7 separate regions of the Mus musculus genome follow, and all the other regions are linked to region 4. Evidence: chromatin contacts called from public ChIA-PET, HiChIP or PLAC-seq, Micro-C and promoter capture Hi-C data. All regions are on one chromosome and are shown on one strand. Each heading gives the region's core, a stretch centred on a gene start, on an enhancer-like site or on the middle of the called end of the contact. The rest is flanking DNA. Distances are from core to core; before and after follow the strand shown.

Region 1 (3,497 bases), core at 718-3,217, 500 kb after region 4:
TCCTGAAGCTCACAACCGCCTCTAACTCCAGCTCCAGGGACACGAGATGGCCCCGGTCTCCTCAGGCACCTATACTTACGTGCACATACTCACACACATAATTAAAGGTAACAAGAGTCCTTTAAAACATTCAAAATTGTTCTTTAAAAAAATATTTCCTAGATTGCCTTTGGGGCAGGAGGATCATGAGTTTAAGTCAACATTGGCTACAGTGATTCTTCTTACACCTCAGCTCTCCAGAAAGCTGGGATTGTAGGGGTCCACAGCCACACTCAGCTCTGGTAGGGTGGTAATGGGGAAGGGACTGGTAAGGGTGGGTGGGACTGGGAAGAGAGGAGGGAGGGGGGTTGTGAGCCGATGTAAAGTGGATAATAAATGTGTAGCTCATGTACTGTTATTAGTTTGCAGTTGTGTAAGTTTTTAAAAAATTACTTTTTATTTTACACGTATGGGTGTGTGTTTGCCTGCATCCTGTGCATGCAGTGTCCTTGAAGGCCACAGGAGGGCATCAGATTCGCTGGAACTGGAGCTACAGATGGGTGTGAGCCACCTCTGGGAGTTGAACTCAGGATCTCCAGAAGAGCAGTCATTACTCTTAACGGCTGAGCCATCTCTCCAGCCCTATCCTGTCACTTTTAAATGTTTTTCCACAAGTAGTTAAAGTATTTTAAGTATGGTTTGTATTTCAGATGGAATGGTGCAAGGCTCATATTAAAAAAAAATTGATGACAAGATTCTTTTTGTCATATTTATATTGACTAGAAAAACTACATAGCAAAGATTTTATGTTGGTTTAATGGACACTTTATATGCATCATCTCATTAAGAACTGTACATTTTAGAGGTGGGTGTGGTGGCTCACACTTGATATTGATAATATTGTCATGAATCTGAGGTTAGTCTGGGCTGAATAGTGAGTTCCAGGCTAGCTAGGAGCTGGTATGGGATCCTGTCTCAAAAAAGCCGGAAACTGTGCTTAGCATATCTTAGGTCCTGACAGCAATTTGTTAAGTGAATGACTCCAAGGAACTTAAGTGGAGATTTCAAATTAATTGCCCTCATTCCAGGGAACAAGGGAACTATTAGACTCACTGATAATCTGTTTCTAATAGGGCTATATTTCTAATTGGGCTAACCATTTCCAACCAAATAAGTGCTTCTGGATAGGCATTGTAATTTGAATTTCTTGCTGGTACTGGAGAATACACAACTCCGGACTGTGTGCTAAGGGAAATGGGGCAAATGCCTCTCATCTCAAAGTTAATGGGTTGGCGATGATGTATGCAAAATTCTCTGCACGTAAGGCACGCAATAAAAAGTAGCAATTATTAAACATTTCCTATTATTAGACACATATTAACCACTGGTGACGTGTTCTTTCTACAATGCACTGGGCCCTAGTTGTAAAATCACTCCTTGTAAACACAGGGCCCCGTCGAGATTGAGAGATCAATGGTTTTATGGGGGAATCGAGGAGACTTAAGCAATTGGAATTCGCACCGGCTGAACCAGTGGAATTTGACGAGGCAGTCCAAGGTTCACAAGCATCATGGATCAGAAGGGACTGATTTTCAAGTCCCTTTGGATTACTCGATGTTTCCCGTTCGCCCGACATCATCATTTCAGGATCCCGAAGCTCCAGGCGCTCACAGCCCGCTGTGGCACACACCTGCCTCCGCCCTTCCCCTCGAACGCCCCCGTACACACTCACCCGGGCCACAAGATTATGCGAGCATCCCACACAATCACTCGGGGTTCCTATAGCAGAGACAAGAGCAAAGGCTGCTGGGAAGTTGACCTTTCACTCCTCCTCTTACTTCAGTTCACCTATTTTGACTCTGGCAAATGAAGCGACGAAGACGGTAGGAGGGGCGGGACTTGGCGATGGCCATCCCGTGCCGATTGGATTGAGGCGGTGCTGGGGGCGGGCCGTGTAAGGGGCGGTGTCCCTACCCGCGGGAGCCGCGGGGCTGCGCTTGCGCACTGGGTGCGCTACGCGTGCGCGGTGGGCGGAGCGCGCCTCTACCTTCTTTACCAGCCCAGGCTTTCCTAGCTCTGCACAACGCCGTGTGCTGCTCCTGTTTCATTGCCCTGTCGCGCAGTGTCGCTGCCGCTGCGGAGTGGGCGTTCAGTTTTCGGGTCGTCATGGCTGGCTACGAATACGTGAGCCCAGAGCAGCTGTCGGGCTTTGACAAGTACAAGGTAGAGAAGGCGAGCAGGCGGTCGCCCATCTCCCCCGCGCCCGGGCCGCGCCCTGGCCGGCGAGGGGCCGGCGCGGTCCGTGTCACCTTGCGCCTGCCGCGTGGCGCGCCGGCGGGCGTTGTTGAAGGGGATTCTGGGGGCGGGAGGTCGCGGTCGGGAAGCTTGGGAGCATCCTAGGCCGGCCGCCCGGTCTTGGCACCCCGCGGGAGACTGCCTTTTCCTTAGAGAGTGGGGTGAAGAAATTCCTTTCTCTCCTTTTCCTTATTAATTGTCACTGCGGCGGGTTTTCAGCCTTTCCCAGAGAGGGTGTTGTTCCCTTCTTTTGGTCGTCGTTTGAATGAGCTTCTCACATGCCTCTCAGTGCTTACAACTTCAGAGATCTGGATGGTCTTTTAGCGGATGCTAAGGGAGGGAAGTGACTTTTTCAGGCCTTAATGCAGATGCACTCCACCCTACCCCTGGAAAAGGGCTTTCACTGAGGCTCGTAGCGCTGGCACTGCAGGTTAAGACGTTGTGCACTAGAAGAAACTGTATAGTGCAAAGAGCGCGCGGGCTTTGGAGTACATAGAAACGCGATGCCAAAGTCAAGTTTCTTCTTTTGGCTTTGGACGAGTCGTTGAAACCCTACTCAGCCTCTCTTTTAGGCTCTTTAGCCTAAGTGTGAGTTTCTCTTGTGCTTAGTATATTGGAAAGGGTTGAAAAGAGTCTGGCACGGCATGAACCCCCAAGAAATGCTGGTGGTTCCAGCATTCTGGGGTTGCAAAATACAGATTTAGTAGTCCCCCCAGGGAACTACTGGCCATCCAGGTGTCTTAATGTGAAATAATGAGGTTTGGTGTTTCATCTTTGGTAAGCCTTTCTTGAGGGCAATCTGTTCCTTTATGAAATTAGTGTGTGCCGAATAGAATGTCCAAATGATGAGGCTAGTCCTGTGGGTAGTAGTCATCCAGGAAACATTTGTGCAATGAATTAATATTTTGGGGGGAAAAATCTTCATTTTGTTTAACTGAAATAGAAAAAAAAAAACCCAGGGGCTTTAGAAGGCCCTAGGATATTCTTCTTTGAAGCAGTGTTGGACCATACTATTCTGAATTAAGGTGGTGACTTACCTTAAAACTGTAACTGGGAAGGAAGAAATTGCAGAGCTTTCTTAGTGGCTTGGGTCAGAAGGCTGTTAACCCAGATACCTCCTGTGTGTGTTTGCATCACCCTCTTGGTTATCTGTGCTGCACTGCAAAGATTGGCAGCCAAAATATTTTCTTCGAAAATGAGTCTTGACTTTTAGAGCAAGTTTT
Region 2 (3,703 bases), core at 656-3,155, 260 kb before region 4:
TTTTTTTCTCCCTCCAGTGCCTGCATCTTCCCAGTCTAAACAAACCCACTCAGACGGAAACAATGGGGTCTCTTTGTTTGGGTGTTGAGTGGCTGACAGGAGAAAGCCATATACATCTTCTGGTCCATCCATTCAGGAAAGGCAGCTTGCCCCTATCCAAGTCAGGCACAGAGCAGAAATCAGAGCCAGGGTGCCCTACACAGACGCTGCATGTGCCAGGGAAGTCGGAAATGTCCCCCCTCCCGCAAGGTTGTCCCTATTGGGTAACAGAGAGGATGCAGAAGACTGGACCTTTGTGCCCTCACCTTGGACAGGAACTCCCCAAGGTGTTGAGCACCTGAAGTTCCCAGCCAGGCACTTTCTATTTATAGACCCGGTGACCTTATATTCAAACAGACCAGTTCGACATCATTTGGAGGGACGCCCACCCTCACCAACACACACACACACACACACACACACACACACACACACAGAGAGAGAGAGAGAGACAGAGACAGAGACAGAGACAGAGACAGACAGAGACAGACAGAGAGACAGAGACATGCAAATGTCTTGCCCTTCAAAGGAAGGCAGAGTCCTTACAAGGGCCACGGAAGAGCTACTTCTGGACCCAGTGATGTGTCTCTTCATAGCCTATAATGGAACCTCTGACAAAGTTCATTTTCTCAAGATAAGTCCCCGGTTTCAGCGACCCCCAAAACCTGCCCTAATCGAGGCTAGCCTTTCCGCGCACTTCCTTGTCCAGCTTGCAGGTTATTCTTTAGGTTTTAGCCTCACACCTCCAACCTCCCCTGTCTGTTAAGAGAGATAGAGAGGCCAAGGCCTGCTTGTGGCCATCTTAATAATTTGAGGCTCCTTTCATTCTGTGCGGCCCACGAGAGGCCTCACAGGCCCAGGAATGAGCCACAGAGGCTTCGATGCTCTTCCACAGCTCGCTAGGAGGTGAGAGCAAAAGGAAGGGGGTGCGAGAGAGGAGGATGCGCGTGAGAACTGTCCGGGTGCGGCGCAGGTACTCACAGCTGAAGTCCGGCATCTTGGGCAGGATCATGCCCGCAGTAGACGCGCGCAGCCACTGGTCCAGTTGGAAGGTGCTGGCACCCAGCTTGATGGGGTCGGCAGGGTGCGCAGGGTGCGCGCCCTGCACCTGAGGGTATGAGTAGGAAAGCGCCGGGTGCTGGCCAGCTAGCGCGGCCGCTGCAGCTGCTGCCGAATAACTGTAGACCGGGTGTCCATAGAGAGCCGCCTGTGCAGGGAGGCCCGCGCCGCCCTGTGCGCCCCCCGGGTGCAGCCCCAGTGCCAGGCCACCGGCAGCCGCGGCAGCGGCAGCGGCAGCCGCGGCGGCTGCTGCACCAGGGTGCGCGTGGTGGTGGGGAGTGCCCGGCCCACCCGCCGCGCCGCCGCCTCCTCCGGCGCCCAGGAATCCGGGCTTGGGCAGCAGCGCGCAGTGTGCAGCCAGCAAGCGTGGGGGCGACGGGCTCTCAGCTCTCAGCCGGTCACCGGGCGCTGCAGTGGCCTCCGAGGATGCGGGACTGCAGCTACGGCTCGCCCCGCTACTGGTCCCCCCGCCGCCGCTGCCGCCGCGGCCGGGACCAGATACTGTAGTCGCGAGGGAAGTGACCAAGGCCAGAGGCGCGCTCTGCGTGGAGGCGGCTCGCGGGGGATCCACGGCCAGCAGGGCGTCGATGCGGAAATTTTTGGATTTTTCCATCGGCTCGATTGGAGCTGACAATCAGGGTCCAAGGGTGGGCGATGCAGTCGTGTGCGGGCTTACGGAGACTGAGCGTGGCGGTGGCCAGCCTTGGGGCCGGTATTGTTACTGCGATTTTTTGCCAATAAAGTCGCAGCCGGAAACTCAGCTGAGAGCGACCATCGTCCAGGCGCCTCCTCTTTGCGGTCCTCGTGGGGACCGCGCTCCACTCACTGGTATGAACTTCCACCGGAGCGCTCCTGCGAGTTTGTGTTGGGGAGACCGGCTCTCTGCTCTCAAGAGCTCAAGCGACCGCATCGAGGCCACTGGTGCCTTGGTGGGGACCCGCGCCCCTCCGCACACTTGAAGCTCAGGGCGGTCTGGGATTGGCGCGCTCAGCGGGGGCCCGAGGAGGGCTGTCTGCCCGGCGATTGGCCGAGGGGCTCACCTGTCACGGTCCAATTAGCCTGACGCCCCGCCCCTGCGCCCCCAGGTCCTAAGCAGCCGGTGGTGAACAGCGTAGGTGGCCGGAGGAGGCAGGTTGGAGAGTTTGGAGGCTGAACACAAGCTTACTGCTTCCTTGCTGCTGGGAGAGTGGTGAGCGCCAGTAACCCTGGGTCCCAGTGAGTGCCCCCCGAGTCCCTTTGACACCTTGTTCCTCCAGAGGCGGACGCCTTATCTTCCTCCAGCTACTCGCGCTCCCTTGAGGGAGTTGTGGAATGTTCTGCACTGAGGAACTAGGTGGGTCCTCACCCCTGAAGTCCACTAGGTACCCAAAACGGGACCCTGAGCTTAGTACACTGAAGACTGTTCGGTTTCCCAAAATCTCTCGCGTTCCTGAGTGTTGATTGCTTCAAGATGGTTTGCGTCCCTGTCATTAACCCTCAGCAGGTCGAACCTTCTTATCTGCCCCTCCCCCAAAAGTATCATGCGCCGCAAATGTTTGTTTGTAGGGTTTCGGTGTGTATAAATACGGTATTAGAGGTTGAAGCCTACAAATCTTCAGTCAGAGTGGAGAGAGAGCAGTTTTCCAACTCAGAGATGCACATTGACTTGAAGGTCGTTTGCACAGGTGCCACTGAGCCGGACCTAGGTGAGAACCAAGTTCTATTAGAGCCTTGCCTTGTGGGGGTGTAGGAAAAAGGCTTTGCGGGAATTGGCCGAGGACTGCTCCCTCGGACTGAGCCAGTTCGCAGGCTAAGGGAGCCACTATCAGGCTCTCGCCTCCTCCTGCCGGCCGAGTTCAGGAAAATCAAGAAAGGGCTTCCAGAGACCGTATTAAAGTGTGAATCCAGACCTCAGCCTGCGCACATATCAAATATTTACTGTAAACACGCTTCCGGGGGCTTTTTTTTTTTAATGTAACGAATCAATAAGTAGTTTGAGAAATCAAGCTTTCTCGCTAGCTCCATTCTCGGGTATCTTCCCCAAACACGAGGGGAAAGTGGGAGGGAGTTCCAGGTCTCTGGATCGCGGCTTCCCAACCAGGTGAGAGGTTAATAAAAGATCGGAAATGGCCCAGGGAAGGCCAGGAGGCTAGGACAATCCTTGTTGGGTGAATTTAAAAGTAGCAGGCAAAGCTGTTTCAAGAGGGATTGGGGGTGGGGGGTAACGATAAATATAAGTAAGGACTATATTTTCCCTGTCAACAAGTTTTGTTTAGGAGAGATTTAACGCAGTGATTCTGTTGGGATGAGTGAGTAGGTTTTTTGTTTTTGTTGTTTTTGTTTTGTTTTTGTTTTTGATTTTGGAGACAGGGTTTCTCTGTCTAGCCCTGGCTGTCTTGGAACTCACTCTGTAGACCAGGCTGGCCTCGAACTCAGAAATCCTCCTGCCTCTGCCTCCCAAGTGCTGGGATTAAAGGTGTGCGCCACCATGCTCGGCTGAGTGGAGTTTTTATTATGACAGGGTGGTCCTGGCTGGAAAATCTGGAACCCAGCGGGGAACATCTTGGAGTAAGTTGTGCACAGCTTTGCAAAGGCCTCCAGCTAGTCTGAAAATAGTACAAGCACA
Region 3 (3,414 bases), core at 308-2,807, 470 kb after region 4:
AGGGTTTCTCTGTATAGCCTTGGCTGTCCTGGAGCTCAGTTTATAGACCAGGCTGGCCTCAAACTCAGAAATCCGCCTGCTTCTGCCTCCCAAGTGCTGGGATTAAAGGCGTGCACCACCAAGCCCGGCTCCTTTCCCCTTTCTTGATACCCCTGCCCCCCAGTCCTTCCACTCACCCCCTTCTCCACTGTACTGGTTCAGTTGCTGCCCAGATTTCCCTCCATATGGACTGAGCTCCTGGAAAGAGATAGAGGAGACTCTGAGGAGAGAGGCTGGTCTCAAGTTCCTGCCAGGGTACCCTCAGGGGCAGCCTGGCTACTCTGGTGTGACTTGGTCTCTTAGAAGTTCTTCTTTAGGCCAGAGGTCAAATGTAAGTATCTGGAGGGAGAAAAGGATGTTCAGAAACGGGGACAGGGGCACAATTCCAGGGACCCTGCCAGGGCCAGCAGCCTCACCTGAAACCAGGAACCAGGCACACCCTGGAAGTCAACATGCTTTGTTTAGCTCCTTCCTGAATTGACCTGTCCCTGGGCCTCTAGGCTAATTGAAATGGCTGGGTCCAGAGCTCCAACAAGGAGTCAGGGTCCTGCAAATTAACCCATGTTTTCCTCTCAAAATCCCATGTGTGTATGCATCTAAAACCAGATGGCAGCTCACACTTGCAATCTCAGCACCCAGGAGACTGAAGCAGGAAGACTGTAGCAAGTACAAGGACAGCCTGGGCAACAGAGTGAACCTTTATTTAAAAAACAAACAAACTAACTAACAACAATCACCCCAAAATATAAATAATAAAACCAGAAGGAAGCCAGACATGGTGGTTCAAGCCTGTACAATAATCCCAGTGCTTAAGATAATGGGGCAGGGGTATCCCTTACTTAAGATAATGGGGCAGGAGTATCCCTTACTTAAGTGCAAGGGTTCAAGAGCAGCCTGGGCAACACAGAAGATCCACACAGAAAATAAAAACAAGGAAGTACATGAAAACTAGGAGGATATAACACAAACAAACAAACAGGTGCAGGCAAGGATAGGCTATAGATAAGACATGCCACAGAGGAAGCTACAGATAGGGATATTTAGATCTGGGGATTGCAGTAGATTAGGAGCTGTAGATAAATAGATAATAAAATGCAAGCCTAGGCTCCACGCTTCTCCTCAGACTCTTTCCCATCGTCTATGCTAATAAGCTTCTACATCTGCAAAGGTTTTCTTCTCATTTCATTGTAAGTTGGTAGCCAAAAGAGCAGCAGGTGTCGTAGGGTGTCATGGGGACTCAGGTAAAGCTATGGAAGTGTCCCCTCACCCTGGGCAGGAAGATTGCCTTCTTGGGGGCAAGCTGGTCCCTTCCTTCCACCTTTCATCCTACACCCTGTGGTTCCTCACAACCTGTGGCTCTGACTGTGGCCTCTGCAGGTCTCCCCAGGGTCCTCACTCACCCCAGTACTTACTGATTGGGCTGTGGGGACAAATGTTGGCTCCAACTCCAGCAGGGGAAGAGTCACGGCCAGGAGCAGCTGGGAGAGAGCTAGAGAGGACATGGCTCAACGCAGCAGTCCCTAAAGCCCTCCGGCTGTTCCAGGATGCAAATTTCCTCCCCCCACCCCCCCCCACCCCCCGCCCCAGCTGGCAGGGCTATTACTGAAGGAAGGGAGGAAAGATCAGAGGGAGCCAAGGTGAGTTGACAGAGCAAGTGTCACAGCCTGTGATTCGGGCAGATATGCTTCCAGGTCACTGGGGCCACCTGGACCCCCACATGATTCTGTGAGAGGAGTGTGCCTTGGTTCTCCTGGGCAGGCGGAGGGGACACAGGTACCACGTCACAAAAAACAACAGGTCACAGAGGCAGGTTCAGGCATGGTCCCCAGGGCCTAGGAAACTTGGATCATTTTGGAATGCCTCCAGGAAGCTAGACCTTCAAAACTGAACCAAGGTTAGAAAAGACTATAAAGGGGGCAGCAAGATGCCTCAGAGGGTAAAGGAGCTTGCCGCCAAACTCCACAGCCTGAACTGGTCCCTGGAACACACATGGTACAAGAAAGCCAGCTCTTGTTCCATCAAACACCTTGAATCCGTCCCCTGTATTTGTATGTCAGAATACCTCAGGCTGGGTTGAAGAATAGAAAATTACTGGCCTCTTGTGAGAACATGAATTTTTTACCTCGGAGCCCACCCCCTCCCATCTAGAGATTGTTCCCAGAACACTCCTAAACTTTTCACCCCAAAACTCCTCACCCTAAAGTTTGAACCCTCCCAACTAAAAACTGTTCCAAAAACATTTTTGAGATAAAGGCCTCCTGGAACAACCTCAAAATGAACCAGGTACTCCTTAGTTACGTAGGTTCCTTGATAGGACATGACTCCTTAGTTACGTAGAATCCTTTGGCAGAACCCCTTGTCCCTTGGCAGAACTCCCTAGTGATGTAAACTTGTACTTTCCCTGCCCAGTTCTCCCCCTTTGAGTTTTACTATATAAGCCTGTGAAAAATTCTGGCTGACCGTCGAGACTCCTCTACCCTGTGCTAAGGTGTATGAGTTTCGACCCCAGAGCTCTGTGTGCTTCCATGTTGCTGCTTTATTTCGACCCCAGAGCTCTGGTCTGTGTGCTTTCATGTTGCTGCCTTATTAAATCTTGCCTTCTACATTTTATGTATGGTCTCAGTGTCTTCTTGGGTACGCGGCTGTCCCGGGACTTGAGTGTCTGAGTGAGGGTCTCCCCTCGAGGGTCTTTCAGGGTAATTTTTTGTTTTGATTTGTTTTACAAGACAAGGTTTCTCTGTGTAGCCCTGAATGTCCTAGAACTCACTGTGTAGATTGGACTGGCCTCAAACTCAGAGATCCATTTGCCTCTGCCTCCCCAGTGCTGGGATTAAAGGTGTGTGCCACCACAACTGGCAGGCAGGGTTTTGTAACAAATAGAAATGTATTTGGCTTACTGTCTTGGGTCTTGAGGGGTTGCATCTTTTGGGGGTCTTCACACGTGGCAGGAACATGGTACAAGAGAGCATCTTGGGAGCCAGAGGGCCAAACTCTTTTCTTTTTTGGATAGGGCCTTACTATCCTCGGATTCACTATATGGACCAGGCTGGCCTTGAACTTACAGACCAGGCTAGCTTTGGACTTACAGAGATTTGCCTGCCTCTGTCTCCAGGTGCTGCGATTAAAGGCTGTTGACATAATTAAAAAAAAAAAAACATTTTGGGCAGATGAGATCGTTCTGTGGTCAGGATCACTGGCTGTTCCCCAAAGGCTCCAGGGACCCACGTGGCAACTCACAAGCATCTGTAATTCCAGCCCCAGAGGATCTGATGCCCTCTTCTGGCCTCTTCAGGGTACTACATGCATGTGGAGCATAGACAAATACATGCAGGCAACACACATGGATAAAATGAAAAATAAAGGGAAAAAACCTTT
Region 4 (3,536 bases), core at 242-2,741:
TCAGATCCTCTAGAAAGAGCAACTAATGTTTTTTACTGAGTCATCTCCTCAGACCCTGTGTTAGAATTCTTTTTTTTTTTTTTTTTTTTTTTTCTGAGACAGGGTTTCTCTGTGCAGCCCTGGCTGTCCTGGAACTCACTCTGTAGACCAGGCTGGCCTGGAACTCAGAAATCTGCCTGTCTCTGCCTCCCAAGTGCTGGGATTAAAGGCATTTGCCACCACTGCCCTGCGTGTTAGAATTCTTAAATGTCATGTGGCAAGAGGCTTCAGCCAGACTCTGAGGCGAGGGGACTCCTTTCCCTATTCTCTACCTTATAACTGGCTTTGTCTTTCGGCGCTGCTTCAATAGAAAGCTTGGGTTGCTGGGCTGTCAGCCCTGGAGTATGCAAGCACACACACCTTCCACTCGTCACTAGGCCAGACTCCTTGATTCCTGCCATTGAGGGTGGTAGTGGGTAAGATTGAGAGCAGAAAGGTGGAAGGAGAGGTGGAGGAAGGTAAAGGAAAGGGCGGGAACTTTTGTGCTTAGTTTTCATTTCAGTCTTGGACAGCCATCTTGTAGGGCTGAAAGTCAATTAGAAAAGAGATCTGGCCAAATTCTATGTTTCACAAAAGGGGAAGTGTAGTGTTTGGGAACCTTGGGGGCAGAACAGAAGCAAGGAGACAAGGAGCCATTCTGGAGGGTTCTATCTGGAGTTGAGTATATCCTACATGTGAGGGAGCATCCAAGGATCTGTGACTTCAGATCATGGGTCTCCACATCTTCTGTGCTTGTCCTTCTCAGGCGTTGAGAAGGTGGGCGTCCAACCATAACATTCTGAGATCAATATGTTCTCTTTCATTCTTACTTTCCAGTGCAGTGTTAGCTAACCTTTTGAAACTTACTGGGCAAGATGAAAAACTACTCATCCTATGGGTGTAAGTGGGGGTGGGGTGAGGATTTAAATGTCTATTTATTTATACAGGAGCTTATTGATTTATTGAGACAGGAGCTTATTGTGGGATCTGATGTCCTTCTCGGGTGTGTCCGAAGACAGTACATTCACATACAAAAAGTAAATACATCTTTAAAATAACCGTGTTTGAAATCTAGACCCTGGATTCAGCACTGCGAGTTGGTAATGATGAGGCCTCTCACGGTTCACTCTAAGTCGGGCCTGCTTGTTGGGTCGGCCGAACCTCGGGACCACAATTCTCCAAGTCCATAGGAGTGTGAGTCATACTACGCTATCAGGTCCTTATCTCCGAATCCACTGTGTCAGAGGCTGTGAGCGTCCTTCCTCCCAGCCTGCTTCCGGGCAAACGCAGGCTCCTTGGTTCGGCTACAGTCGCCTCAGGCTTTAGAGCCCTCCAGGCACAGAGCTTGCGCAAGGGGACGCTTCCCGCCCTATTCAGCCACCTTCGCCTATGTAAACCCTCCAGAATCCCACCGTCCTCAGCTCCGAGAATCTTCCGGAACGCTAGACCAGCGCTATCAAGTCCGACGCGCACGGAGGCTGCTGCGCACGTTAGCTTCAGGGCCGGGCGGAAGTCGACGTCGCCGGGCCGCGCCGCCACCGCGTGACGCACTTCCTGTTTGTTGTTGGAGAAAAGAAGAGAAAGGAAAGCGCGAGGAGACGCCGCCGCCGCCACCGCCACCAGCGCAGCTGTGCCACAGCCGCGAGGAGACCGGCCGCCTGACTTCCCTCCTCGCTGGCCGCCGTGTCCTCGGTGAGGGTCCGCGAGCCGCGGCGAAAAGCAGGGTTGACTACGGCGGGAGGGGAAGGCCTGCGAATGGGCTAACCCGCTTGGCTCCCGGAATACGGGTGCAGGAACCGGGTCGACAGTGGGGCCGGTACTGCTCACAAGGCCGAACGGGTTCCAGTCTAGGCTGTAGTCTTGTGTCTAGGTCTGGGGCTTAAGGTGTTCCTGGTCTGGGCCGGTTGTAGATTGGGTCTGTGGAGAGCGTTTGCCGTTCTTGGTCAGGCCTAGCTCGGGGCTTAGCTGCGGTCCGCTTCCCTAGTTCTCTGGTCGAAGGTGGCGGTTGGGTCCGGCACGCGCTAGGTCGGCCGCAGAGCTCCAGGAGTAGGCAAGGCTGGTGTCACCCAGTCCTGGCGTCCTCACTGCATTCTGCAAGCAAGGGGTCAGGTGGCCTGCGAAGAGCAGGACTCCCATGGAAGGCGCAATCACCGGCCCAGGCCTCCAGGCAGCGAAGGGGGCCGGGTGGGAAGGCCAAGGCGGTTTCCAGGGACTGTTGGGAAGTTTGCTAGGCGACCCGCCTGGCTCAGCTTACTTTTAAAACTAGTTTGATGTTGGCCTCGAAGGTTGCTTTGCTGTGGTTTACGTAACAAAGTTTATGTAACTGGAGTTTACACTAAGTCTTAATTTACTTCGGTTGTGTTGACAAGGAACTCTGCACTGCAAACTAAAAGGTCTTAAAAACTTTGGAGATGGAGTTTTTTTTTTTTTTTTTAAACAGGAGGGGTTTGTCAAGTTTTAAAAGCTTTGTTACCGAAGAAGTTGTATGTGAACCGTTGAAAGGGAATGGTGGGGATGGTCCCACCTTCTAAGGTGGGGAGTGCCTGCCCAGTGCAGCCACTTTGGTTTTTTTGTAACGTCTTTATTTGAACCTTAGATTTGTGGTTAGGGTTTACGCATTCTAGGCCGTAGAATCTCAGGACGCTCAGCTTGCTAGGGAAGTGATACCAACTTTAAGGCAACTGTTTTAGTAGAAATATTGGACATAAAAGCCAGAGGAGGGAACAACCTAAAGAACAAGCGCCCTGATATTTGAACTTAGTCTGTTCTTGTTTGTAAAGTAAACCCCACAGTAGACTTACTGATTCCTGGAAGGACTCCTTTGTTGTACTTTGGGATATCGCCACCACAGGCCGAATTGCCCTCCGGTGTGTGATTACGGTGTCATCAGTACACACACTTGGGTGGAGCTTTGGAATTAGGAAGAACATGAAAGAAATATGGGAAGAAATGCTGCCTTTTGTAGGTATGGTTGACTTGGAAGTTTCAGTCTTCTCTTCACTCTTGCCCAGGCAGACCATGCCTGTCTTTTTGTTTGTTTGTTTGTTTGTTTTTGAGACAGGGTTTCTCTGTAGCCCTGGCTGTCCCTGAACTCACTTTGTAGACCAGGCTGGCCTTGAACTCAAATCTACCTGCCTCTGCCTCCCAAGTGCTGGGATTAAAGGCGTGTGCCACCACGCCCGGCTTGCAAACTTTTTTGGTATTGTTTTGTGTACCCCTGGCTGTCCTGGAACTCACTTTGAATAGCAGCCTGATACCAAACACAGAACTCTGCCTCCTGCTGGGATTAAAAAAAGGTGTGCACCCTCTGCACCAGCCACATCTTTAGAATTGTAAAGAAGGCACTTTGTTATCCCTGTCCACTATTGGTGTGATAGCGTGTGCCTTTTACATTATTTAATACTCAAGGATGTGCGTGTACTTTTAGACCTTGTCTGATGCCTTTCTAAAGAACAAGCAAATAGAACAGAATTGTCCTTTCGACTTGGTTCTGCTTTGCAGGATTCTTAAAAACTGAC
Region 5 (3,516 bases), core at 433-2,932, 310 kb after region 4:
CAAACCAAATCCAAGAACACATCAAACTGATCATTCATCATGACTAAGTAGGCTTCATCCCACGGATGCAGGGATGGCTTAATATACAGAAATCCAACAAATGTGAATCAAAACAACCTTGAGATTACACCTCACACCCCTCAGAATGGCTAAAATAAAAAATTTAGGTGACAGCAAATACTGGCGAGGATGTGGAGAAAGAGTCACTCTTCTCCATTGCTAGTGGGATTGCAAGCTTGTACAACCACTCTGGATGTCAGTCTGGTGGTTCCTCAGAATATTGGACATAGTACTACTAGAAGATACAACAATACCTCTTCTGGGCATATATCCATGCTCCACTATATTCATAGCATCCTTATTTATAATAGCCCAAAGCTAGAAAGAACCCAGATGTCCCTCAACAGAGGAGTGAATACAGAAAATGTGGTACAATGGAGTACTACTCAGCTATTGAAAGCAACATATTAATGAAATTCTTAAACACTCCTCCATTGCTGGTGGGACTGAAAGCTGGTACAACCACTCTGGAAATCAGTTTGGCAATTCCTCAGAAAATTGTACATAGCAAGTGTAAGGCTACTCTGGGAGGGATTTTAAGGGTGATTCCTGAGGGACTCCGAGGATTCCTTCTTGAAGGACTATGAGGACTTCTTTTTGATGGGCTGTGTGGGGTCCTTGAGTGACTGTGAGGGCTCCTCCTTGAGGGACTGCATGGGGTCCTCCATGAGTGACTGTGAGGGCTCCTCCTTGAGGGACTGCATGGGGTCCTCCATGAGTGACTGTGAGGGCTCCTCCTTGAGAGAATGCATGGGGTCCTCCAAGAGGGACTGTGAGGGCTCATCCTTGAAGGACTTAGAGGATTCTTGAGGATCTTAGAGGCTTTCTAGAGGAACTGCGAGGCCTATTACCTGAAGAGCTTCGAAGTTCCTTCAAGAAGGAACCCTCAATGTCCCTCACAGAGGCACCCTCAAAATCCCTCCCAGGGTAGCTTTTACAATCGCTCACGGAGTAGCCTTTGAAGTACTTCAGGGAGAAGCCCTCGCTACTCCATGAGCTACTGTAATGGCTACACTGGGAAGGATTTTGAGGGTGCCTCCTTGAGGGCCTTCGAGGGTTCTTCTTGAAGGACTGTAAGGACTTCTTTTTGATGGGCTGTGTAGGGTCCTTGAGTGACTGTGAGGGCGTATCCTTGAGGGACTTCGAGGGTTCTGCCTTGAGGGACCTCAAGGGCTTCTACCTGAAGTACTTCGAAGGCTACTCCATGTGCGACTGTAATGGCTACTCTGGGAGGGATTTTGAGGGTGCCTCCTTGAGGGAAATCAAGGGTTCCCTCTTGAAGGACTGTGAGTTCTTTTTGATGGGCTGTGTGGGTTCCTTGAGTGACTGTGAGGAGTACTCCTTCAGGGACTGCATGGGGCCCTCCATGAGTGACTGTGAGGACTTGTTGCCTCCTTGAGGGCCTTCCAGGACTTCATTTGATGGGCTGTGTGGGGTCCTTGAGTGACTGTGAGGGCTCCTCCTTGAGAGACTGCATGGGGTCCTCCATTAGGGATGGTGCGGGCTCATCCTTAAAGAACTTCAAGGGTTCCTTCTTAAAGGACTGCGAGGACTTCTCCTTGATGGGCTGTGTGGGTTCCTTAAGTGACTGTGAGAGCTCCTACTTTTGGGACAGCATGGGGTCCTCCATGAGGGACTCTGAGGGCTCATCCTTGGAGGACTTCGAGGGCTCCGCCTTTAGGGACTGTGAGGGCTAGTACCTGAAGTACTTTGAAGGATACTCCATGAATGACTGTAATGGCTACTCTAGGAGGGATTTTGAGGGTCCCTCCTTGGGGGCCTTTGAATGTTCCTTCTTGAAGGGTTGTTAGGACTTCTTTTGATGGGCTGTGTGGGTTCCTTGAATGACTGTGAGGGTTCCTCCTTGAGTTACTGTAACCTCCCCCCAGCCTGAAGCAGGCTGAGCCAGACCTTGACCTTTCTGCCACCAAGGAGATTACCTAGGATAGAACCTTCCTCCCTAGATCACTCTATTGCTCAGCCACTCCCACTGTTGCCCTTCAAGATACCTGCTGGGAGACTACACCCCATCCTGCACACTGTCCACTGCAGCTGGGCTCCTGAAAGAACCTAGTGGGGAAACCCCCACTCAATTCTCGATTCGGCGTGCGCTCAAGAATCACAAACAGAAGACCATCTTGATGTAAAAGCATGAGGTAGTTTAATGACGGAGCTCCGACACATATCTCCCGCAGGAGACAGAGGTGTCGACCACATGGTGGAGCCATAATGGCGGAGCTCCGGTTTGAAATGTATCTCACACAGGAGACAGTGGTTTCGACCACGAGGCTTAGAAGCTAGGGGTTTTTAAAGAAAAGGGGTGGGGCTGGGGGGAATTGGCCCGGTTTCACATGATTGGTCCATTTAAACATCAACAGACTATCAGAAGGGCGGGAGATAGGGAGGCACTAGGCCAGTCAGGACATATCTTGCCCGGGCATGTCCTGGCCTGTTCTACTATGTTCTTAGCCCCAGGTTTCAAAGCTCACAAACAACTCTTTGGGCTATTTGACATAAATTACATGAATCACATGTCTCAAGTTTTATTTCCTTTCACTCCAAGAATGAATTAGTGGGAATGGGCCTCCTCCCACCCCCTTATAAGCACATTTGCCATTAAACATTTGAGCTTTGATCAGGAATCTTGACTTAGCTCCATTTTTCTCTCAACTGCCAAGTTCCCCTCTTTCAGCCCTGGCCTGCCACTCAGGTGTACCCTGTCCATGTGAGCTGCGTGACGGTTTGCAACAATCTGGTGCCGGGACCGGGACCTGAGGAAGGTCAGGAAGACGCTGAAGGAACGCTGTTTTGTGTGAAGCTCCACGGGAAGAAAAAGAAAAGGATAGTATCAGGCAGCAAAGCAACAGGTACACATGGTAGCCCTATTAAAGTGTTGCTAGAGGCGCGGGAGGATACTGTCTAAGCGTGAATCAGTGCTAACCCAGTGCTGGATTCACTTAGGTCAGCAGCAAATTATCAGAACTACGAACTGATCAGGCGGTTGTCCGAAGCTTTTAAAAGCTGCTTCTGCTTCAGGCGAGAGGAAAAGGGTTTTAAAAAGAAATGAATCACGCCATTGTCCGCAGTTTTCAAGAGTTGCTTCGGGCAAGAGGAGTAGGGCTTGAAGTACAATTGTTAGAAAATTTTTTAGATAGGATAGATTCTTGTTGCCCAAGGTTCAAGGAAGAAAAAACATTAGATATCAGAACCTGGGAGAAAATTGGAAAAGCCTTGAAAATCACTCAGGCAGATAATTTCACCCTTTGCCTCTGGGCGCTCATAAAAGATGCTATTGAAAGGTGATCTCGCAGGGGTCAGATAGTACCCAGGCAGAGCTTGATGAATCTCAGGAAGAGTGCCTGTCAGAGAGGGTCTTCTCAGAAAAGGGTCCTCTCAACTCTAAATTTGATATAGTCTGATGATGAGCTAATTTTAGACAAAGAAGATCACTCAGAA
Region 6 (3,433 bases), core at 594-3,093, 370 kb after region 4:
AAGGGAAAAAACGCTCTTGGCGCCATGGCTCAAGGCTGTAATGCCTGGCCTGTAGTACTCCAGGAGGTTAAGGCAGGAGGGTGGGAAGACCAACCTAGACTACATACAAAAAGACGGGTTCAGGCGCATCAGATGAAAGGGTTTGTGTGTACACGTGTTGAAGTCTCCTGAGGGCATGGAGGCCAAGACTGAATAGAGTCCATACTTTTAAGGACCAGACTAGGGACCAAGGTCCTTCTTGAAGAGCACTCAGCCACGACCGGCCTGCACCTGCAGAGGGCGCCGCAGACACACTGAAGCGAAGTGAGCCTCCAGATGGGTGCGAGAGCAAGGCCAGCAAAGTTTCTGGGAAAGGCTTCTCCTCTAAGAACTCGAGAGCTTCAGACAGGAGGGGATATGAAAGTTGGTAGAAAGAACAGAAAAGAAAGAGACGGTTTAAAAAAAAAAAAAAAAAAAAAAAAAAGAGTGCTGCCACTGACCCCAATCGTTCAGGTTTGAATCTGTTTTCCCATCTACAGAGCAGATTGGGGGGAGGGGGAGGGCGTGGGGGGGGTGGAGCGGGGTTTCGGAAAGTGCTCTTACAGGATTCCAACACTACTTAGATTCAAACTCCAAGTGCCGCCTGCCCTCTTTGCTCCTCCCCAGTCTGAGCATCCCCGCCGCTGAGCTTGGAGTAGCGGATGTGAGCAACGCAGCAATCCTGAGTCCGGACTCCGCGAGGCCTTGGCACGAGGGGAAAACCTCGGACACCCACCCGGCCAGAGTCCCATCGGACCTGTTCTCTTTTCCCTAACCATCTCCACCCCGAGCACCCTGTCACCTGGGCGCTCCGGGGGTGCGGGCCCGGCGGGCGGGGCGCGGGGCGGGGATGGGGGTGGGGGCTGATGCCCCGTGGAAGGAGGCTGGCCACGTGACTCCCGAGGCTCAGCTGGGCTGCCAGGCGGGGAGCGCCGCTTCGGCCCAGGAGGAGGTGGTGGGCGCGCAGCCCGAGCTGCGCGGGACTGGCCGTCGGGGTCCCGGGACGGCGAACCCCGGGGAGCGCCCATGCCATGGAGAAGCTGGCGGCCGGGCTGGCCGGGCTGCGCTGGAGCATGGGCGCTTTCCCGCTGGACCTCATCGTCAGCCGCTGCCGCCTGCCCACGCTCGCCTGCCTCGGACCAGGTACCCGGTGTCTAGAGGGGAGACGGAGGCGGAGGATGCGAAAAGTCGGGGCTTCGCTCTGTTGGAGCTGGCAGGACTTACAGGCGCATTCAGTCACTACCCTCCCTGTCCCCGTTGATGGGGGGCTTTGCTTGTCTTCTGGGGCTGCTCCTGGCACAACCGGAGCCCCCAAGTCTGGGAGCCGCTTCTGGGCCCCTCCGACCCCCCACAGGGTTAGTAACTGGCCGCAGGGTTGCAACAAAGTTTTCAGTCCCCCTGGAGCCAGTAGCGATGCTGAGTCTGTGGGCCGCTCTGTCGGTGCACCCCGCTTTCCCGGCGCCTATCGGCCCCTGCCCAGGCCGCACCCCCTTGATCCCTTTGTCTTCCAGCCTCTCACCTTCATCGTACCGCATCTCTTGGACCACGATAGGTCTTTCCCTACCATCCCCGCTAGTCCCTTTTTGGGACCTTTCCTGAACCGTCCTTTGACATCCTGAGGTCTTTTGGCAACGGGCAGACTATCCTCCGGAGAGGCCTGAGTGAGCGGGCCGGCCACCAGGCACCCCCCTCCCACACACACACACCCTTCCCTATCTCAGCAGAGGACCCCCGGCCCTCCCCCACCTCTCGTCCTATTTCGCCAGCAGGTGCGGGTGTTCCGATGATGGGACCGAATATAGGAGAGCCTGAAGGCTGCACAGAGCAAGAGGACTGTAGTGTTGGGGGAAAGGGGAGCTGTTTGGTTGGGGGAGGGGCGGGAGCCGGGGCTGGCAGCCAGGCTGGGGGTTTTGTGTGTGAGAAGAATAGGGGTTTGGCCCGCGTTGGCACACTCGCTTCCCTGAATGCTAATGGGACTCCTGTGCTGTTCTTGGACTGGCAGCCCCTCCTCAGACCCGCAACAGCAAGAACTGGGCACAGTGAGCACCAGGCGGGCCGAAGCAGGCTCAGTGGGACTTCAGTGTGTCCCGGTCCTTTAGGTGGAATACCTGGCAGTCTAACTCTGGTGGGACCTCACTCACTGCTCAGCGTGAGATCCCAGGACTGCGCTTGCAGCTGGACTGTGTCTGCTTGTGAATAGGAAATTCTGCCCTAGGTTCTTCCTGCTCACTTCCCACGCATCTCTTTGACACCCTTTTCTTTGAGTTCTTTTCTGAGCGCTTCTTTATGGCTAGGACTTCTCTGTGCTTCCCTGACACCTGTGCGCCCCATTCCACAGGGCTGCTGGCTTTTGGGGAGGGCCAAGGAGTATGGACATTCATTCATTAAGTGAATGAATGAATGAGCAATAGTGTGGGATGGCCTAGCTGTCTGTGACAGTGTGGTTATTACTGTCGTAACCATTAGAATAAAAATGTATGCTTGAAATTGTGTGTCCTTGGAAGTCCTCTCGTTGGTATGCATTCAGGAGGGGTCCCCTGGTAGGATCTTGAGACTGAGTTGTGCTGTTTGGATGACAAGCATTTGTCTTGTTGGGTGCAGCTGAACTATTGCTGAGGGTGACCCCTGGCTATTGGTGTGTATACCTGTGTGGCTTTGGCCTGTGTCTCTGTGGAGGAGTGGGGGGTGGGGCTTGTTAGATTAGCTCCAAGGAGAGCTTGTAGAGCTGGAGGAGAAACAACAAACCTCCCCTGTGCATATTTGCACTTTAGTGCACATACATCCTCACACCCAGAATGGGAGATCTTCCCCTGAAAGCCCTGCATACCCCACCCATTGTTCACCCCACATAGACATGCTTTATGAAGTCCCCCGCTGTTAGAGTAAACCATTTCCCATTCATTGGGCTGGTAGAAAAATTGTAAGATGTGTGTGTGTGTGTGTGTGTGTGTGTATGCCCACACGCGCGTGTGCACGTGAGGGGGCTGGGAAGGAGACATCCCCACCCCCACTGTGCCCACCAGCTGCATCCAGGATACGCCCCATCAGTCTCCTGGAAGCTGGGCTGCCCCCTCCTGCTCCCCTGGAAACCGTTGCTGGGGATGGAGCCTCTTGAGCCCAGACCCCTCCCAACCCCTGCACCTCTGCCCCTGGGCTGTTTCCCTCAGACTAGACTCCTTCCCCCTCCCCCACTCTGCTTTCCTAAATCCAGTGCCTGTGCTACCCCAACTTTAAGAAATAGCTTCTCTGGGGTGGGGTTTCCTCCCCTATCCTTTGAGGTCCTGTGAATGTAAGACTCTGTGGCAGTGGGCAGAGAGGAAACGTGTTTCTCTGAGAGATTCAGGAGTAAACCATGCCATTCGGAGCTAACAGTGACTGTGAGAGCCCTCATAGCCAGGACCCACGGGACAAATTC
Region 7 (3,348 bases), core at 663-3,162, 340 kb after region 4:
AAACAGTTTGTCATACAGTTAAAACGTGGGAAAACACAGCAAGCCACCATCCAGCTTTCTCTGCGGAGGGCAAGTGCCTGGGACCCAAGACCCTGGAGCAGCTGCAGGAAAAGAGAGCTCCTGCCCAGCTACCCGGCAAGTCAGTGAGGACACCACAGTTCTCCAGGGGATACCCATGTGGCAAAAAGTCCCCACCCACTAATCAGCCACTGTGAATTCGATCACTGGGCTGTAATGGCATCATACAAAATGTGGCCTCAGACACAGCCTAAAAGCACCTCGCCCCAAGTCCACTATGCCATGGGCATAGAGGTGATATCAATCATGTAAAAACTGAACAGTTTTCAAATATTTGGAAAGCAAACTGACCTAGTATATGGAAACAGAATTGTTTACTCCTCGGAATGGCTATCAGGGAACTTTGTGACCTCCACTTCGCAGGTACCCAAAGGAAATGCACAAGTGTCCACAGCTTAAGAGGCAAAGGGGTGGTGCAGGTGAGGCAACCCACAAGGCAAAGTGAAAATGCTCAGGTTAGTGGTGTAGTCTGAGTGAAGGTTTTGCAACCAGAGCACTACTTCCAGCTTTAACATCATCGAAAAGCTGAATGAACACTAGAGAGGTAAAGGACAAAAACAAAACACAACTATACTTTAAAAAAAAAAAAAAAAAAAAAAAAAAACCTGTCCACAGTCTAAGCAGAGGACGTGAATTAAAAGGTCTGTGGTTCATCAGGGTCCACAATTCTTGGGAGGTCCTTTAGGCTGGACCAATCTGTGCAGTAGAAGCTGTAGTTTACAGCTCCAGAAAATGTTTGAGACTAAGCAAATGTCCTAAGAGCGGCCATATCCCCACTCAAAGCTACTCTCTACTCCAGTGTCAGGTTGCTCTTCATGTTTCCTGAATGCCACCATTAGCACCCCCATCCTCAGCCAACACCTAGGAGGTTCTGTGCCCTTCCAGGCCCTGTGGTTGATTCCATCCTTTGCTCCTCAACAGCCTCTTGTTACTCTTTAAAAGCCAAGGCTGCAGCACTTGGGAGGCAGAGGCAGGCGGATTTCTGAGTTCGAGGCCAGCCTGGTCTACAAAGTGAGTTCCAGGACAGCCAGGGCTACACAGAGAAACTGTGTCTCGAAAAACCAAAAATAAAATAAAATAAAATAAAATAAAATAAAATATAAAAGCCAAGGCTGTTGGAAGGAAAAACCCCACAGTTCCCGCCTAAGGCCCGGGTCTCCCCCTTTCCCGCGCAGCCGTAGCACCGCCCAAGCCATTTTCGCTCCAATTTTAAAAGCAGCAGCAAAGGGGAGCAGGAGATAAGGGGAGGAAGAAGAGGAGCAAAGTCAAGACCTCAGAGCAGGATTTGGACAAGCTCCCGCAGGTTTCTTCCCACTCCCTCCCTCTGGGCCGCACAACTGGTTGAAACTGGATTCGGGAGAAAAGGTTTAACAGGGACTAAGGTCAAAGGCAGACCTTCAGAACCTGGTTTACTTGAAGTAGTTGTCACCTGGGTCGCGCACGGGAAGTTTAGGACTCCTAGAACCTCAGAGCCCGGGTTAGGGCTATCCAAGAACGCTCGCCCGGCGTCTCCGCGTGCCCAGCTTGCCTGCCGGACGTCCTCCCGCTAATGCAGACCAGCCCCAGTTACCTCTCAGGCTGTATCGTGCCTGCATGCCGAACACCGACAGGGTGCCAGTGCCCGTGCGGTCCTCCTTCTTGAAGCCGCAGCGCAAAATGTGCTCCACCTGCCTCAGGTACTGGAGTTCTCCATGCCGTGGGGCTTCCGCGCTCAGCTGCTGAGCATCGGACTGCAGCTCGGAGCCAACCACCAGCATAACGGAGCAGTCTGGCAGCAGTGTAGTCAGCGACAAAACCAGGACCTTCCTGGCGCTCTTTTCCTCCAACACCAGCCCGCCTCTTCCTGCTGGGAAACTTCCGGCCGCCAGAATCCGTGGCAGACCCCGCCCCCACGTGACAGAAGTGGTTACAGCTTGCAAGGCAAACACCTGCCCACTTTCTCAAATCTGTATTTACCCTATTATGGCATTAAGAGCCTATAGGATCAGGGTGTGGGGATGCATGCCATTAAATCCCAGCTCCTGGGAGATTGAGTCGGCTAGAGGATCTGGAGTTTAAGGCAAGCCTTCACTTCATAGCAAGTTCAAGGCCAGCCTAGGTACTTGAGACCCAGTCTCAAAAAGAGCCTTTGGCTTATACGATACTTGTACTTGGATCTTTATGTAGTTTGGGAACCACAGTAATTTTGGCTTCATAGAATGAATTGGGTAGAGGACCTTCTGTTTCTGTTTTGTGGGATAGTTTGAGAATTGGAATTAAGTCTTTTTGAAGGCCTGATAGAACTCTGTGCTAAGTCCTGGGCTTTTTTTGTTTGGGAGACTATTAGTGACTGCTTCTACTTTTTTAGGGGAAATGGGACTGTTAAGATCATTAATCTGATCCTGATTTAACTTTGGAACCTGGTATCCGTCTAGGAAATTGTCCATTTCATCCATGTTTTCCAGTTGTGTTGACTATAGCTTTTTGTAATACAATCTGGTGATGTTTTGGATTTCCGCTGGTTCTGTTGTTATGTCTCCTTTTTCATTTCAGATTTTGTTAATTAGGATGTTGTTCCTTTGCCCTCTAGTTAGCCTGGCTAAGGGTTTATCTATCTTGTTGATTTTCTCAAAGAACCAGCACCTGGTTTGATTGATTCTTTGAATAGTTCTTTTTGTTTCCACTTGGTTGATTTCCACCCTAAATTTGATTATTTCCTGCTATCTACTTCTCTTGGGTGAATTTGCTTCCTTTAGTTCTAGAACTTATAGGTGTGCTGTCAGGCTGCTAGTGTGTGCTCTCTCTAGTTTCTTTTTGAGGAACTCAGAGCTGAGTTTTCCTCTTAGGAGTGCTTTCATTGTTCTCGTATGTTTGGGTATGTTGTGGCTTCATTTTCTTTAAACTCTAAAAAGTCTTTAATTTCTTTATTTCTTCCTTAACCAAGATATCATTGAGTAGAGTGTTGTTCAGTTTCCACGTGAACTTTGGCTTTCTGTAATTTATGCTGTTATTGAAGATCAGCCTTAGTCTGTGGTGATCTGATAGGATGCATGGGATAATTTCAATATTTTTGTATCTGTTGAGGCCTGTTTTGTGACCAATTATGTGGTCAATTTTGGAGGAGGGACCATGAGGTGCTGAGAAGAAGGTATATTCTTTGTTTTAGGATAAAATGTTCTGTAGCTATCTGTTAAATCCATTTGTTTCATAACTTCTGTTAGTGTCCATGTGTCTCTGTTTAGTTTCTGTTTCTAAGTTCTGTCCATTGGCCAGAGTGGGATGTTGAAGTCT

Evidence for each region. Promoter capture Hi-C pulls out the DNA fragments that hold promoters and counts their contacts. A called contact is a pair of places that touch in the nucleus more often than the background predicts. ChIA-PET counts read pairs in DNA pulled down with a chosen protein or histone mark. HiChIP or PLAC-seq counts read pairs in DNA pulled down with a chosen protein or histone mark. Capture Hi-C pulls out chosen DNA fragments and counts their contacts.
Region 1: a promoter capture Hi-C map of adipose tissue shows a contact between it and region 4, with 2.1 times the contacts expected there. The contact joins the promoter of Selenoi here to the promoter of Dnajb6 in region 4. A contact is called at or near these places in 1 of 39 promoter capture datasets (maxillary cranial neural crest), 2 of 115 datasets of contacts at active chromatin or transcription factors (effector CD8 T cells and memory CD8 T cells) and 2 of 9 other capture datasets (adipose tissue and liver).
Region 2: a Micro-C map of embryonic stem cells shows a contact between it and region 4, with 1.4 times the contacts expected there. The contact joins the promoter of Mnx1 here to the promoter of Dnajb6 in region 4. A contact is called at or near these places in 5 of 39 promoter capture datasets (the 3T3-L1 cell line, cranial neural crest, embryonic stem cells and 2 more), 1 of 484 Hi-C or Micro-C datasets (embryonic stem cells) and 2 of 9 other capture datasets (adipose tissue and pancreatic islet).
Region 3: a contact with region 4 is called in an H3K27ac HiChIP or PLAC-seq map of large pre-B cells, with 4 times the contacts expected there. The contact joins the promoter of Adgrf3 here to the promoter of Dnajb6 in region 4. A contact is called at or near these places in 11 of 39 promoter capture datasets (the 3T3-L1 cell line, 3T3-L1-derived adipocytes, the C10 cell line and 7 more) and 2 of 115 datasets of contacts at active chromatin or transcription factors (double positive thymocytes and large pre-B cells).
Region 5: a contact with region 4 is called in a promoter capture Hi-C map of the C10 cell line. The contact joins the enhancer-like site here to the promoter of Dnajb6 in region 4. A contact is called at or near these places in 6 of 39 promoter capture datasets (the C10 cell line, the HPC-7 cell line, cranial neural crest and 3 more) and 1 of 9 other capture datasets (macrophages).
Region 6: a FOXA1 HiChIP or PLAC-seq map of pancreatic cancer cells shows a contact between it and region 4. The contact joins the promoter of 3110082J24Rik here to the promoter of Dnajb6 in region 4. A contact is called at or near these places in 12 of 39 promoter capture datasets (the 3T3-L1 cell line, the SN4741 cell line, cranial neural crest and 9 more), 1 of 15 datasets of contacts at CTCF or cohesin (large pre-B cells), 2 of 484 Hi-C or Micro-C datasets (the HL-1 cell line and embryonic stem cells), 12 of 115 datasets of contacts at active chromatin or transcription factors (DN3 thymocytes, the HPC-7 cell line, bone marrow-derived macrophages and 9 more) and 2 of 9 other capture datasets (adipose tissue and liver).
Region 7: an RNA polymerase II ChIA-PET map of effector CD8 T cells shows a contact between it and region 4, with 37 read pairs. The contact joins the promoter of Tyms here to the promoter of Dnajb6 in region 4. A contact is called at or near these places in 11 of 39 promoter capture datasets (the 3T3-L1 cell line, the C10 cell line, cranial neural crest and 5 more), 2 of 484 Hi-C or Micro-C datasets (the HL-1 cell line and embryonic stem cells), 9 of 115 datasets of contacts at active chromatin or transcription factors (the HPC-7 cell line, acute myeloid leukemia, astrocytes and 6 more) and 4 of 9 other capture datasets (adipose tissue, liver, macrophages and 1 more).

What each region holds. Positions count from the first base shown.
Region 1 is chr5:30,230,614-30,234,110 of GRCm38.p6, forward strand. It overlaps Selenoi (selenoprotein I), which reads left to right and starts at 1,968. Exons shown (of 10, transcript NM_027652.3): 1 at 1,968-2,202. The coding sequence starts at 2,146.
Region 2 is chr5:29,476,565-29,480,267 of GRCm38.p6, forward strand. It overlaps Mnx1 (motor neuron and pancreas homeobox 1), which reads right to left and starts at 1,906. Exons shown (of 3, transcript NM_019944.2): 1 at 1,021-1,906. The coding sequence starts at 1,711.
Region 3 is chr5:30,204,165-30,207,578 of GRCm38.p6, forward strand. Adgrf3 (adhesion G protein-coupled receptor F3) reads right to left here and starts at 1,558. Exons shown (of 14, transcript NM_001014394.2): 1 at 1,452-1,558; 2 at 177-237. The coding sequence starts at 1,541.
Region 4 is chr5:29,734,407-29,737,942 of GRCm38.p6, forward strand. It overlaps Dnajb6 (DnaJ heat shock protein family (Hsp40) member B6), which reads left to right and starts at 1,492. Exons shown (of 8, transcript NM_011847.4): 1 at 1,492-1,710. Gm5129 (predicted gene 5129) reads right to left here and starts at 1,530. Exons shown (of 1, transcript NR_028426.1): 1 at 928-1,530.
Region 5 is chr5:30,043,834-30,047,349 of GRCm38.p6, forward strand. It overlaps a transcript of Tyms not described here. Among named protein-coding and RNA genes, the nearest start is that of A230098N10Rik, 15 kb to the left of the region's middle. Within about 2 kb of position 1,683, at least 8 of the 459 cell types and tissues checked have an H3K27ac peak or open chromatin away from gene starts, as enhancers often do.
Region 6 is chr5:30,104,243-30,107,675 of GRCm38.p6, forward strand. 3110082J24Rik (RIKEN cDNA 3110082J24 gene) reads right to left here and starts at 1,844. Exons shown (of 3, transcript NM_001256263.1): 1 at 1,765-1,844; 2 at 821-1,172. The coding sequence starts at 1,117. It overlaps Garem2 (GRB2 associated regulator of MAPK1 subtype 2), which reads left to right and starts at 954. Exons shown (of 6, transcript NM_001167879.1): 1 at 954-1,161. The coding sequence starts at 1,050.
Region 7 is chr5:30,071,713-30,075,060 of GRCm38.p6, forward strand. Tyms (thymidylate synthase) reads right to left here and starts at 1,913. Exons shown (of 7, transcript NM_021288.4): 1 at 1,649-1,913. The coding sequence starts at 1,835.